Linked DNA regions of Sus scrofa: region 2 is linked to region 1. The links are chromatin contacts, called in public Hi-C maps. All regions are on one chromosome and are shown on one strand. Each heading gives the region's core, a stretch centred on a gene start, on an enhancer-like site or on the middle of the called end of the contact. The rest is flanking DNA. Distances are from core to core; before and after follow the strand shown.

Region 1 (7,174 bases), core at 3,337-5,836:
TCAGAGAGGTTAAGTGATTTGCTCAAGGTCACACAGCCCAAAAGCTGTGGACTGGAACCCAGGCATGTCAAGCTCCCTGGCTGGACCATCTTCCCATCAGTTGTGACAACTGTCTTCAGCTGCCCGCATCCTACCCGGCACTACGCCCACTCACATGCTTCTCCACGGCTTGCAGGCTCCACTCATCGCTGTCACTCAACTGGCCACAGTGCACCTGCGGGGAAGTGAGATGGGGACCAGCCGTGACCTCCTCTAGCCTCTCGTTTCTGCCAGAGCACCCTTCCCATGCCCAGCGCACACCTCTCATCACCAACACACACACACTCCAGTCTGTGGGCCTCTCTGATAAGCCCATTCTCTGCCCCGGCAGATGGCTCTGGGAAAATCCCCTCCTCCAAAGAAGGGACTAATCCAAAGAAGTAGGCTTTTTCTGATCTCTCCCTTTTCAGCCACTGCCCCACCAATCGCACAATTCCAGTGGACGGTGAGGGAAAGGGGGCGACCTTGGACCCCTCTCCCTCTCTCCGTCCACGGAGCCCTTCAGGTCCTGGTTATGGAATCAGTGGTATCGGCCTCGGCCTCCCAGCCTCGCCCTTTCTGAGTGGGATGTGAGCCACCCCTAAGTGCGGGGCAGAGGCAGAGGCCTGACGTTAATGACGTATCTGCTAAGCCTTAGAGGGTGGATGAACGAATGAATGAATGAATGAATGGAGTGATAAAGTGCTTTACCTCGAGTGTGATTCTCACCAACCTGTGTGCAAGCTTCCACCTTGCAGATGAACCAAGGCCCAGAAAGGTTGGGTGACTTGCCCAAGGTCACACAGCCGAAAGTGACAGAGTTGGGACAGCACCACGAACTCCTTCCCCTTCTCCGCCTATAGCTTCCCTTCTCTAGATCCATTTTCACCACCAGCCCCATCATCCCGCGCCTCTCCAACTTCCCTGTGTGGGTCACCTGGAATCCCCTCGGCCCATGTTTCATACTCTGTGAGGCCCCCTCCCTCACCCCCGCTCGGGTGCTCAGCAAGGGAAATGAGAGCCGAGGGGGGCCCACGGCAGGCCCAGCCAGCCTCCCACCTTCATCACCAGATTCCGGCGCCTACTCAGAGCTGTGCACCACCTGCGGGGCTCCCCACAGTGCTTGTCTTGGGGTCTCCTCGTTCACCTTCCCTCCCTGCTCAGCAGCCCCTGCCCGCCTCTGCTCTGGGTCCCCTGCCAGGAACAGATGGAGAGGAGGAGACCAGCAGGTCTCAGGAAGCTCCCAGTCTGGCTGGGGGTGGGGATGGAGTAGGGATGGGATGGGGGGCTGCAGGCCTGCGTGTCTGAGGAGGAAGGACAGGGCAGACTGGGTGGGGGGGGCGCTTAACGACTGTGGGAGCACAGAGAGGGTGGGTTCCTGGAGGCCACTGGAATGGGCGCAAAGCCTGCTGGGGACACTGCTCGCAGAAGGCCGTCCTGGCAGGGCTGGGGAGTCCGTGGGATGGGGAGGAGAGGACCTGGACAGGGTGCTGGCCGCAGTACCAGGGGGGACGGGCCTGAGAGCAAGGCTAAGGAATTGGACTGTGGCTTAACCATCCTGGGGGATCCCCAGCAGACTTTAGCATCTGCAGACCACGGCCTCTAAGGTCTGGGGGGTCGGAGGGAGTCGGACTGGAGGCAGGAAGACCTGGAGAGGCCCAGGCTGCCAAGGATGCTGTGGAAGGTGAAGTCCTGGCGAGGCTCCGTCTCTAACTCCCAGGAGACAGGCTGTCTAAGGGGCTGGGGACATGGTTCATTTGCACGTGGTTTGCAGAAACGTGGTGGCATTTTACTGGTAAGAGATGTGGGAGGACATCCTTCGTGTTCCTTCCACCTGGACTCATCTCCCAGGAAAAGAGGAGGTTGGGACCCCCCCCCAGGGCCGTGGGGGCAACCCGTCCCTGGGCTGGCAAAACAGCCTGGTCCCCGTACAGAGCTGGGAGACCCAGTGAGAGGCTCGGAAGACTGGAGGGAAGGAAGGAATGGTGGGGGCCTCGCTCCCCCACCCACTGGGCCTGCCCCTCCCTGCACCCCCTCCTGCTGCCTCAGCCCATCCCCTCCCCGAATGTGCACAGACCCACTCTCATGGAGACCCTCAGAGCCCCCGAACACACACCCACACCCACACGCACCCACACGCACAGTGACTGCCATCCACGGTGCACATGTGAACCTGTTGACAGGATGAGCCATGCACACGCGCCCCCCCCCCATATACAGACACAATCACCAGCACACACACACACATGGCTTTTGCTCACCGACAGGAACACATACCGTAGCACCCACTCTTGCTGATCACGGGTGGGTCTGGGGCCCAGTGGGAACACGCAAGAGTGGGCGCTGGGGCTGCAGAGAAGGTGGAAAGCCCCGCACAGCCCCCACCCCCTCAGCCACACCAAGCTAAATGTGACTTAGCTCATGAACACCCCACCCTCGTGGAAGGATCTGGTGCGGCTGGCACGGCTTGGGGGAAGAGTGGGTGCAAATCACGCATCAAATGCCAGAGACCAAGGGCTGCCTGCTCCTCAAAGGGACTTATTATCCCGGAATTGAAGAACAGAGCCAAAGACGCCGCACAAAGAACGTGCAATCAAGGCACCTTGAACCGCAAGCTGCAGAGGCCCAGAGCTCAGCCAAGCAGCCCTGCTCTGGACGGCATATTCCTGGGAGCCCCCCCACACGCCCCCTCTCCGACCCGATCTCTATCAGGGCCATTCCCCCCGCCCCCATATTCCTTGCCGGCTCCCTGGTTTCCTGGCTAGCCCTGGCCATCATTCGCAGTGTCCTCCCTGTGTTGCGAGCCTGTTTAATGTCCAGCACGCCCAGCCCTGCAGACCGTGTTGTCTGGTAGTGCAGGGCCTGTCTGGACTGCTCGGCCACTGCCGCTGTGTCCACAGCACCAGTGCTCAGTGTCTGGCGGTACCCAAGAAGTCTGCCTTCAATTGATGGATGGAGGGACGATAATACAAGAGCAGAGACAGAGGAGAATGAGGCTTGTCGAGGAAGGAGCCACGGAGTCAGCCCTCCAAAGAGATCTGCCCCGTGCCCCCCGCCTTCCCTCCAGACCCTGAGCCCGCAGGATCTGGCAGCAGCTGGGAGGACCCCCGGCTGCCTGTGCTTCCTCCCAGAGGAGGCGAGACCCTGTGGCCCCAGGAACACGGGGGTGGAGCAGTAGGACCAGATCTGTCAGACGTGTGTGCATGGGGGGGGGGTGTCCTGGAGGAGAAGTAGACCGAAAATCCTCCAAACACCTTTCCAGAGCCCTTTGCTGCCCAGGGCTTTTGAGGAGGTGAGGGAACTTCTGGCAGCCAAAGCCGCAGGTCAGTGGCACACGCCCCACTCCCCAGCCTTGCCGGGATCACACTGCCTCTGCTCCTGAGGCTCCCTTTGCCTAGAAGAGTCCTTCCCTTCTTCTCTGCCTGTTCCCCCCTCCACTTGCGCCGCAAAGCCCCATTCAAAGGCTGTCTCCACTGCAAGGCACCCCTTGCAGCTCCAGCCTCTGCCACTGGAGCTCCTGCCAGCAACATTTTTTTTTTTCCCCTTTTTCGACCGTAGCCTCAGAAGTTCCCCAGGCCAGGGATCCAATCAACCGAAGCTGCACCTGCAGCAATGTAGGATCCTTAGCCCCCTGTGCCAGGCTGGAGATCAAACCGGTGCCGCCACAGAGACAAGCCGCATCATTAGCCCACCCGCATCAGGACCACAGCAGGAACTCCCAACATTATGTGGCCAGTGGTGGTCTGAGAGTGACCCTGCCTTCCCCTAGACTAAGCTTCTAGAAGGCAGAAATAGGTCTGACTTCTCTCTCTGTCGCTGCACAGGCCTGGAGCAAGGCCCAGAGCGGTTTCTCTAGGGCAGGGTACCTTTCAGTGATCTGACCTCCCCCCCTCCCACCGCACACACCCTCTGGCCTTTTCTCCTCCCAGGAGAAGGCTGAAGCCTGAATTCCTGGCCTAACCTCAGCCACAGCGTCCAGCAGTCATGGCAACCACCTTCCTGCCCACGAGACAACAGCTTTCCAAGTGTCTTCCCTGTTGCAAGAGCTGCTTCCTTACTGATGCAGCCCCCACAGCCCCAAACCAGGAAGTCCTTCTCAGGAAGCTGCCCGCCCCCAGACCCCTTTCCACCAACAGAGGTGAGCGATCAAAGCCATCGTCTCCCACCCCCACCTCTGCACAGTGTCCCCAGCCTTGCTCCTCCTCCAAGGGACCAGCTCTGGTACAGACTGGGGCCAAAGGAGAGAGGGAAGCGGCGCTGAGAAGGTGCCAACAGCAGATCTGTTCCCTGCAGGAACAGAAGCTGAGAGTGGGGGGAGCAGCTTGCGGGAGAAACCAAGGGGGCCGCGTCCCCCTCAATCAGGCAGATGGGGCGCCTGGGAGAGCCAGCCAAGTACCCCTTCCGTCTTCTCCCCGCGCGGCCGCCCCCCACTCCCACCGCCCTCCCCCGCCAGCGGCTCGGGAAAGGTCAGGCGCCTCGGAAACCTTTAATTCCGTTTTAATGAGCTCGGGAGGAGTCCCCGGGGCGGGCGCTCCAAGACCAGCTCATGTATCTGTCGGCGCCCCTTACTGAAGTGGCGGCCGCCTTGGCGGAAGCTGGTCCCCAATAACGGCGATCTGGGGCAGCGAACCTTTCCGGATGCGACAAAGATTTTGAGCGCCCACCTCCACACCCGGGGGAAGACCCACAAGAGCCGCAAAACTCCGCCCAAACCCACAGAGAGCCGAACGTGGGGAGCTCCGCCAGGGGGCAGCAGAGAGCAGGGGGTCTCGGCCCAGGCTGCCCGCCCAACCCCCCCCAGCAGCGCATCCGCCCTCCAGCTGAGGCTCCCCCCTCCTCCATCACCGACCCAGGAAGCCCGTCCTGCTGCCTGGCGTCTGTCCCAGCCTCAGCCGTGGGTCTAGCTGGGGCTGGACGCCTGCCCAGGCAGCTCTTCCGCGTGGGGCCTCATCTCCTCCTGCCCCCTAGCTCCAGCCACCCGGGTCTCTGAGTGGCTTCCCACACGGTCAGTCGGTGTCCTCTCTGCCCATCTCTCCTCAGGGTCTCTCCACCCTTTCCCCCCTCACCGCATGGAGGCCCTCTCAGGACACTGCCCCCAACCCATCCCAGAGGACGCCGAAGAGGACACAAGGTCCGGGCTGCTCTGGGGACCAGACCCCGGACGGGGCTTATACATCTGCGGCGAGTTTTAGACGGGGTGGGCAACTTCATCCTGCCATTTGAGTGGTGCAGAGGGCTCCTCCCAGGCCCCCCACTCCCCCAGCTGCAGCCCAGCCTGTTGCTCTCTCTCTCTCTCTCTCTCACACACACACACACACACACACACACACACTCACACTCCAGCGAGGCTCCATCCAGCGCTCCCTCCCCTGCTCTCCTCTCCCCACATGCCACCCACACCTGCTCTTACCAAGACGACAGCTGCCAGAGCCCCGGCCTCCTCGTCCACCAGCGGAATGACCAGCACTGAGGGGGAGAGGGCAATGAGGCGGTCCTGCGGGGCCAGTGAGGCTCAGACATCCTGAGCCGGGACCCAGGGAGGGAGACAAAGACACAGACGGAGAGAGGCCCGGACAGAGACACAGAGAGACCCAGAGACCCGGAGAGACGGGTCCTGAGGCGGAGACAACAGCGACCACGGTAACGAGCCCTGCATGGAAGGAGACCCCCTCACTGGACACCTTTCTCGTGGTCCTCCCGGCAACCCTGGGATGGAGGGAGGCAGATAAGGCTGAGCACCCCTAGTTTTCAGATTGGGAAACTGAGGTTCAGAAAGGGGAAGTGACTTGCCCAAGATCACACAGCAAGTCAGGTCTCCTGACTCCCAGTCTTGTGCACTTTCCACATCGAGACAGAGGACAGAGACCTGGAGAGACTGAGACACGAGGCAGAGGGACATGGCGGACGAGGGGCGTGGAGAGGAAGAGAAAGAAAAACAGACAGTGACAGAGAGAGCATGACAATGACAACGGCCCAGCTAGCCACTGGTACAAGCAACACCCCCTCAAGCTAGGTCCTGTTGTGCCCATTTTACAGATCAGGAAATTGAGGCGCAGAGAGGTTAGTAGCCCAATAGAGAGAGAACTAGATGGTGGCTTTGCTAGAGACACAGAGCAAGAGAAAGAAGGAGACAGAGGGATGGAGACAGGGAGAGAAGACAGATGGTCCCTCCCTGCCCTGGCCCAGCTCCCAGCCTTACCTTGGGTGTCAGGAGCCAGTGGAGCCACCAGCCTGGCCAAGGGCCTCCCCTGCAGGTCCGAGGGGCTCAATCCATTGCAGCCCACCCGCTTCCGGGAGATCACAGCCTCTCTGAAAAGAGGAGATGATGCTACCTCTCAGTCCCTGGATCCAAGAGGCGCAGGCCCCACCTTGGGGACACAGAGCGGGCTGGACCCTGCTCATCTTCCAGGGTCTGGACAAGCTGACACGCTGCAGGGTGGATATGAGGAGGGCAAAAACTAGAGTCAGGGGTGGGCGGGGTGGGGGAGCTGACTTCCCCTCCCCACGGAGAGGAGCAGGCAGCTACAGTCTGGCCTCTGGTGCTTCCTGCTGGTAGATACGGGAAAGGGGCTTCAGCACAAATCTCCCAGAGCAAGCGAAGCCGGGCTCAGAGCAAGACTGTCTGGGTTAAATCCTGCCGCAGCTACCACTTGACCTTGGGCAAGTGACCTGACCTCTCCGAGCCTCCCCAGGAGACCTAGGGTGGAGAGAGTAGATTCCTAGACAGCAGCATCCTCAGAAAATCATTTTGGGGCATCTTGTGAGGCCAAAGTACCAGCAGGGAACTCCGGAAGGCTACTGGATGGACGACCTCACGCACTGCACACAGTCCAAGCACCTCGCCCAGATGCATCGGAATTCCCAGCTATCCTATGGATTAAATATTATCATCACTCCCGTGGTCCAGGTGGAGAAACTAGGGCGCCGAGAGGTTAAGGAACCTCTCCAAGGCCCCACAGCTAATGAGCGAGAGAGCCAGGACTTGAACTTGGCAGTTGGCCCCAGAGCCCAGACTCCTATCCAGCACCTTCGAACCTTCTTCCTAAAGAGCTGAAGGGAACTGAGCCTCCAACAGGGCCTGGGACGAGTGTCAAGGCGGCAAAAGGCCAGGCGTGATGGGGCGGGAGGGAGGTGGGAACCCAGACAGGGGAGGCTC
Region 2 (7,174 bases), core at 3,424-5,923, 42 kb after region 1:
TGGGGGCCTTCCTGGAGGAGGTGTGGTGCCTCACAGGAAGAGAACACTAGGTACCCGGACAGCCTCCCCACTCTGCGATATAGGTTTGTACCTGGGACTCGCACGTGGTTGCAGGTGTCTGTGTGTCCATGTGGGCACGGGTGTGCAGTCATGGAGCCCTGAGCTCGGGTCTGTCCCCAAGGGCAGGGTCTGCCCGAGGTAGGGGTCAGCCAGGCAGCAGGCACAGTGACAGAGAAGAGTGCAAAGAAGCAGAAGGGAGAGGAGGCCTCTCGGGTTGGTCATAAGGGAGTCAGTCCTCAAACCCTCGGTGCCTGAGGCCAAGACAGTGTGCTTCCGTGACCTGGGCTCTGCCACTGGGCAACTTCAGGCAGGACCGTGCCCTCTCTGAGCTACTGCCCTCATCTGAAGAATAAACGAGATGGACTTGATGACCTCCTAGGGCCCTTCCAAGTCTAATGGTGTTTTGGAGAGACGGACACAGAGATGGGGACATAGAGGGACGGGAGAGTGGCCGCGGGGAAGCGGAGAGAGCGAGAGGGCTGGGACAGCAGGAGGATGAGAGGAAAGCGCTCGAGGCCCCTGCGGGTCAGGCATCTGGGGAGGAGCTCTCGGCTGGGGACCCTATCCTCAGGGCCACGACAGGATGCAGTAGACAATGGAGCCTGGCGATGGCAGACAGTAGTTGTCCCCACCCCACCTGCCTCCTGGCCTATGGGAGGGGAAGGACCAAGGGTGACAGACAAAGGCTAAGCCCCCCACCCCGAGTCCTGCCTCCGCTCCAGCTCTCCAGGTGTTCTGGGGACGGGGGGAGCTGCGGGCAGTGGGGAACGGCCCGGACTGGGCATCAGGCCCTGCTGTGCTGTGTGACCCGGGCCAGCTTCCAGCCTCTGTCAGTTGATCCGTGGACATACTGGGCTGGCGCGGTGGTATTGCATTCCGAGGGACCCACCAGGATGGCTCTCTAGAGGGCCGAGGTCCTTCTCTCCTGCTTGGAGGTTCTTTCCCTGCCTCTGATGTGGGTGCCGAGACTGGGCGCAACCCCAGAGAAGCCAGCCACCAGACAGAGCCAGCCATGCGCAGGGCGCTCTCCAGGGGAGCCCCGTGGGTCATCAGCCTCCAGGCCCCCTGCTTGGGACTCCCTTCCTTAAGCCCTTCTTGTAGCCATTCTAGGGCACAAGCAGGGTCCTTCCACCTTGGCCTGCGCTCTAAGGGTGCCAACGGGTCCGCAGCCAATGCCCACACTGCCCCTCTGGCTGCCTGGCCTCTGCCCCAGTCTTCTGTCTTGGGTCCCCGCCGGCCGGGGCAAGTGCATTCCCGTGTGCATGCGTGCGTGCGTGCGTGTGTGCGTGCGTGCGTGCGTGCCTGCGTGTGTGTGTGTGTGTGTGTGTCCAGGAAGCGCTGTCTCCTGTTTCCCCCTCAGGCCAGGACTGCCAGGGATGGAGTGGGTGGGGGCCAGCAGGCCCCTCCTTCCTCCTCAGCCCAAGGTTTCTCCCAAAGACTTTGGGGGCTGGGAGGACAGCTGCTCCCCTCTCTGCCACGGTCAGCAATGACTGGAGATGGGAGGCAGGGGGACGAAGGGAGCCACCCCGTACCCTGCCAGCTCAGGGAGCAGCGGATCCCGCGTGTGCACACACGTCAGAATGCTGCGGCAGGAGAAACTGCCCGTGGGACCCAGCTTGAGAGGGTCTCCTACCCGGTAAATGCCAGCCCCGCCCGCCGTCCCGGGGGCTGGGGGATGCCCGCCACCCAGAGCTGTCTCCACGGCTTCTTGTTATGTTTTTAAAACGGAACGTCGACATTAACAAGGCAGGTGGTTGCAGCTCTTCCCAGCAACCCCATTTAGAATCATTGAATCATCAAATCATCAAATCCTAGAATCCTGGAATCACAGGCTGTCCGCGTCTTCGGCTCCCAGAGTCTCAGCATCTTAAAGTTACAGAATGTCGGATCACACAACCACATATCCACACCGCCCTGGCTGCGAGCTGAGAGCCTCGGAAGGCTGGAACCCCATAAAATGACAATGCCAGATTTCCCCGAGGGCCCTACACCCCGCGAGCCCGTCCATCCCAACGTCCTCCTTGTGTGGGTGAGAAAATTCAGCCCAGAAAGTAGCCTGAGTCAAGATCGCGGAACAGTGGGAACCAAGCACTGCCCAGCCTGAGATCATAATTCGGGACCTCAGCACCCCGGTTTTCCGGAAGTGGTCCAGCTTTTGCATTTGGGATACAGAAGCCAAGGGAAGGTGCCCTTTAGCCCTGCTCACTCCGCCTTCCCCCCTCTCTGCTGCTGCCTCCCACCCACCACCCCGACGGGGCCCCGCAGCAGGCACCTCATCTCCGGCCCCTCATACCCTCAGTTCCTACAACTTCCTCCAGGGGTCTGTAGCCAGGCCCCTCGAATAAAGGCAGCCGTAGATGGGTGAAGTTCAAGGGGACAGTCCCTCAGGGTAGGGGACAGGAAAAGCAAAATGCCTGCCACCTGAAGCCACCAGCCAGAGGACCGGCTTCCCAGAACAAGAGGCCAGAAGGTCCTGGAGCCCCCCGGGGGTCCAGCCACACCAGAGCAGCAGCTTCAAGGGACCCAGATCCAAAGGGGAGGGAAGCGGTGGAGGCTTGCCGTCGGTATTAGAAGCATCACGAATGTACGCGTAGCATCTTCATGAATTTACATTTTAACTCATCTTGGGATGTACTCATACATTTTTGAATTTGAATTTTATTCACTATTACATTTGGCAGATGGTTTTAATGTTTGAATTCTGAACGCTCTTTGCCCCGGACGGATCCCAGGTCCCCAAACCACAGATGAGGATGCGGCAGCCCCCAGGGGGCTCCTGGTCTGTTTAGCCTCAAAGCTCTTGACCAGGGAGGCCGTCCTGAGACCTCTGCTCCTCAGAGACCCTGGCCAGGCCCAGGCGTCTGCCCTGAAGTCCTGTCTGCCCTCACGTGGCCCCTCAGACCCCAGGCCGGCGCTCTCCCCCGGTCACCGCTCCAGCTGACGGCTGCTTTCCCCGCCTCTGCCCCGCTGCGCCTTCACTTCCCTTTCTGGCTTTTTCCCGTTCAGCCTTGTCATCCTTCGTCTGAACCACACTGCCCCAGCCTCCCGCCTCCCCCCGCTAGGTGCTCTCCACTCCGTCCGTGGCCCAGGGAGCTCCCTCACAGGTGGGTCTGAGCAGTCCTGTCCGCATTTTTCTCTTTTCTTTTTCTTTTTCTTTTTTTTTTTGCTTTTTATGGCCACACCCAAAGCATATGGAAGCTCCCAGGCTAGGGGTCTAATCGGAGCTACAGCAACTTGGGATCTGAGCTGCGTCTGCGACCTACACCACAGCTCACGGCAACACCGGATCCTTAACCCACTGAACAGGGCCAGGGATTGAACCCTCATCCTCATGGATAGTAGCTGGATTCTTTACCTCTGAGCCACAACGGGAACTCCAGGCCTGCCTTGCTTTCAACTCATCCCCTAGTGCCCAGTTCCCCTGGAGAAAGTCCACCAAGTTCCTTGACATGGCACCAAAGTCCTGCACAATTTGGCTCCTGCCAGCCTCGCCAGCCTCATCTCCTGAGGCTCCACCCTCCCTGGCCCTGGCTTCCCAGCCCTCAGCCACCCTGGCAGTTCCGGATCCAGCTCCATGGAATGGTCCCCTCCCTCTGTCTGTCACCAGCAAGGCTTCACATTCGCCATTCTCTCCTCCTCTCTGTCCAGAACTTTCTCCTGGCTCATCCCTCGGTTCTCCATTTAGATATGTTTCCTCTTGGAAACTCCCCAGTTTGCCCTCCCTCTCGCTGAATTAGGGGCCCCTGCTCTGCTCTACCACGGCCCCCGAGTTTCCCTCCAGCATCGCCTTCCCCACACGAACTGTCAGCCTCAGCCTTTGTCTCTGCCCCTCCTCCACCCCATCACCTGTCCCCGGGTGGCCCTGGTACCTGGGTCAGTCTACCTGCCGAGGGGCAAATGCCTTGTTGCTCAGCGTGTGTGGCTGAACCTTAAAATGCTCGCTGTGCTCTCTACCCACCCTCTCCGTTGGGCACAGAGGAGGTGCTCACTAAATGGCCATCCATAAAGGCCTGGCAGTACACAGTGTGTGGCATGGACAGGGTGGCCTGCTGTGCCCAGAGGAAGCGAGAGTCCCTGGGCTGGCTGGGGACGTCCTGGAGGAGGCATCTGGAACGATGGTCCGTGTGTCCATCCCAAGACAGCCACTGAGATCAGGCCCCAGGAAGTCCCCGGCCCAGCATTAGGGCCATCAGAGCCTGGCCAGAGTCTGCAATGAGGGAGATTCGGTGACCAGAGCACAGGACAGGGCCCCCAGAGATGCTGGCAGGGCAGTCAGGGAAGGCTTCCTGGAGGAGGGGCCACTTCCGGTGAAACAGGGGGCAGGGGAGAAGGTGGAGACGAGCCGGGCTGGAGAGAGAGATGGGAAAGCGAAAGCCCAGCTCCTTGTTGTCCTTTACCCCTGAGAGGAAAGAGAAGCGGGAGTTGGATGGGCAGGAGGAAAGGAAGAAGCCAAGGAGGCACAGAGATAACCTCAGTGCCGCCACCATGGCCAGGGTGGGTATGGATGGCTGGGGCTGGCAGGGAGCAGATCCCCAGCTGTGGTTGGGAAATGTTTCCTGTCTCCTTGCCAGGGGGTCATTAATAATCGTTTACCCGCCACAGGCAGCACAGAGGCCAGCCAGGGAGCAGCACGGGGCCGGGGCCGGAGCCCAGCCTGGCAGCCGGGAGAGCTGTGTTCCAGGCCCAGCTCTGCTACCTTGCTGGGGAACCTGCACGTGCCACCTGTGCTCTCCTGGTCTCCCCTAATGCTGGTGAAAGGAAGGTCGCTACCGACCTCTCGGCTCTGGGCCTCAGTTTCCCTAGGTGGCAGGTGCCTCGATGGTCAGGATGACTATCTGGGCCCTGCTGAGCCGAGCTCAGGTCACATGGCATGGGCAGACCCAACCCAGGCTCCGCAGGGCTCAGCTTCTGGGGGAGCCAGACCCCAACACAGTGGAGTGCAGGCCTGGAGCACATCGGGCTGTAGGAACCCAAGGGCGGACGGTCCGCTAGGGCCTGGGGGGCTGGAAAGGCAGGGCTTCTCAGACACAGGACGTGGGAGCCCTGCGAGGCCTATCTGGCCACTGGTCTGACCCCAGAACTTAAAACCGTGCCCGCCTGGTACATAGCAGGTGCTCAATACTTATGGAGAACAGAAAGAGTCCATCTGTTAAAGGAGACACTTGTGAAAGGAGCTTGGCATTTGGAAAGAGCTGCCTAAAATGTGATGGTGAAGACAGGACAACAGTGACTCCGGCCAAAGACAACGCGACGGTAGAAGCCTGAGCAGGCAGGAGGCCCGTGGCCGCCAAGAGCCCACCAGCCCCGCCTGGGAGTGAGCGCCAGCCTTCGCCATGCCTTTTTCCAGTTGGGCCATAATCTTCCTCAGCCCGAGGCCACATTTCTCTGCCCATCCCATACCTGCTCCAAGGCTCAGCTTAAGTCCACTCACTTCAGAGAACCTTCTGGAATGTGGTGCTGCGGCGCTGGCCTCCAGCTCCCCTCACTGACTCTGGGGGTCTCTGCGTCTTCCAACCACAGGGAGTCCTGGCCCGCACGCTCGCAAACCTGTCGGCAGGCTGCCCACCAAGGCCTCCCCAGAGCTTTCTGTGGAGGCTACGCCCTGGGCCCTCCTACGGAATCCATCAGACTAGGATCCAAAGGCGTGATCAGGCCTCCTTTTTCAGAGAAACGTCTCGTGAGGACAGGAACTCTCCCCCCGACCCACATCAGATGTGGGGTCAACAAAATTAGAGATACGTCGAGGTCTTCCTGGTTGCCCCCCAGCCCGGGACCCTCCTGGGCACCACCCAGAGAAGAGAAGAGGACCAGCCAGCAGGCAGAAGGGGGCGCTTGGCTGCTCAGCACCCCGGAGATGACGTGAGCAGGAAGGGCACTGGGCCCCGCATGGGACTAAGACCTCAGGGGTGGCAAACTCGCCCAACCCCAAGGCCCGCTCCAGCTGCTCTTGGGCTCCTCTGCCCCCCGGCGCCCTGCTCCTGGCGCCCCCCCGGCAACCACCCAGGCCTCGGCCTGTGCCCGGACCCCTGCCCTCTGCGGAGCACTGCGAGGTGGCGGCCAGCACAGCAACCCGCGACTTGTGCATCCTCTCCCCATCCCCTCCCCATCCCAGCCCCAAACACAGGCGAAGAGGAAAAGAACAAAGCTTCCCGGAGCGTGACATCGGCCGTCTGTCCAGCGCCCGCCTGGCCGGAAACCCAAGACAAAGGCCTTGGTCAAAGCGAGGGGGACGAAGGGCAAAGGGGAGAGGCAGCCTGGCCTGGGCATCTCTGGGGACCTAATGGGAGGGAAGCAAGGACAGGATGGCAGCCAAGCCCTCCCTACACACACACGCACACACACACACACGTCACTCCACAAACATTTATGGGACACCAGCTGTATTCTGCCACCACAAACATCACACCCCTCGTTCCTCACCCCCCACACCTTCTGTACACATGCCCGCACCCCCTGCAGTGCCTTCCACAGCCCCCCCGCCCCGCCTCGCACCCCACACCCCAGCCCCCTGGACCCGCGTCCCACACTGCTCACCACACACGGAACAGCTCACAGGGAGAAAAGATCACGCAATCCACGTGTCACATCGAAAAGTCACAGAGCCCACCCGCCCCCACTTACACGCCACCCTCACCCCCACCCTCCCACAGGCACCTCGCAGACCCTACACGCACCTCGCCAAGTGCGCGCGCGCGCGCACACACACACACACACACACACATCCAATTACATTCCACACACACACATGCCACCCAGACAGAGACACACCCGCATAGATAATGTGCCCACTTCACGTCACCCCAAAACGGCACGGGGTGGGGGCACACACAGCTCCTCAGCACACAGTCCTGCATGCACACTGCCTCCTCCCCACACACACTGGGGGTGCACACGCGCGGACCCCTGCGCCTCGGCTGCTGCACGGTTTCCTACCTAGAGCTGCACAATCAGCCGCCACACAAACACGTGACACTCCAACACCAGCACACAGGTCCCGAGTTCCTGAGCCACTCCAGGAGGGAACTTGAGGACGGAGCCAGTCCCCTGGGCTGCAGACACACCGGGCCACTCGCAGCCCCTCCCTGCCCCCCCACGCGCCCCGACCACCCTCCCC

What was found. Hi-C and Micro-C count contacts between places; a contact is called where the count stands out from the background.
Region 2: a contact with region 1 is called in a Hi-C map of skeletal muscle, with 4 times the contacts expected there. The contact joins two enhancer-like sites. A contact is called at or near these places in 3 of 5 promoter capture datasets (fetal liver and liver), 30 of 47 Hi-C or Micro-C datasets (alveolar macrophages, blood, brain and 16 more) and 2 of 2 datasets of contacts at active chromatin or transcription factors (alveolar macrophages and skeletal muscle).

The regions. Positions count from the first base shown.
Region 1 is chr9:7,150,870-7,158,043 of Sscrofa11.1, forward strand. It overlaps PDE2A (cGMP-dependent 3',5'-cyclic phosphodiesterase), which reads right to left. Exons shown (of 32, transcript XM_013999451.2): 6 at 6,218-6,327; 7 at 5,429-5,484; 8 at 155-214. Among named protein-coding and RNA genes, the nearest start is that of MIR139, 21 kb to the right of the region's middle. Within about 2 kb of position 4,587, at least 11 of the 83 cell types and tissues checked have an H3K27ac peak or open chromatin away from gene starts, as enhancers often do. A contact at or near this core is called in retroperitoneal adipose tissue and skeletal muscle, where this site is marked.
Region 2 is chr9:7,192,853-7,200,026 of Sscrofa11.1, forward strand. The region is part of intron 2 of PDE2A (cGMP-dependent 3',5'-cyclic phosphodiesterase); the gene reads right to left. Among named protein-coding and RNA genes, the nearest start is that of MIR139, 21 kb to the left of the region's middle. Within about 2 kb of position 4,674, at least 7 of the 83 cell types and tissues checked have an H3K27ac peak or open chromatin away from gene starts, as enhancers often do. A contact at or near this core is called in retroperitoneal adipose tissue and skeletal muscle, where this site is marked.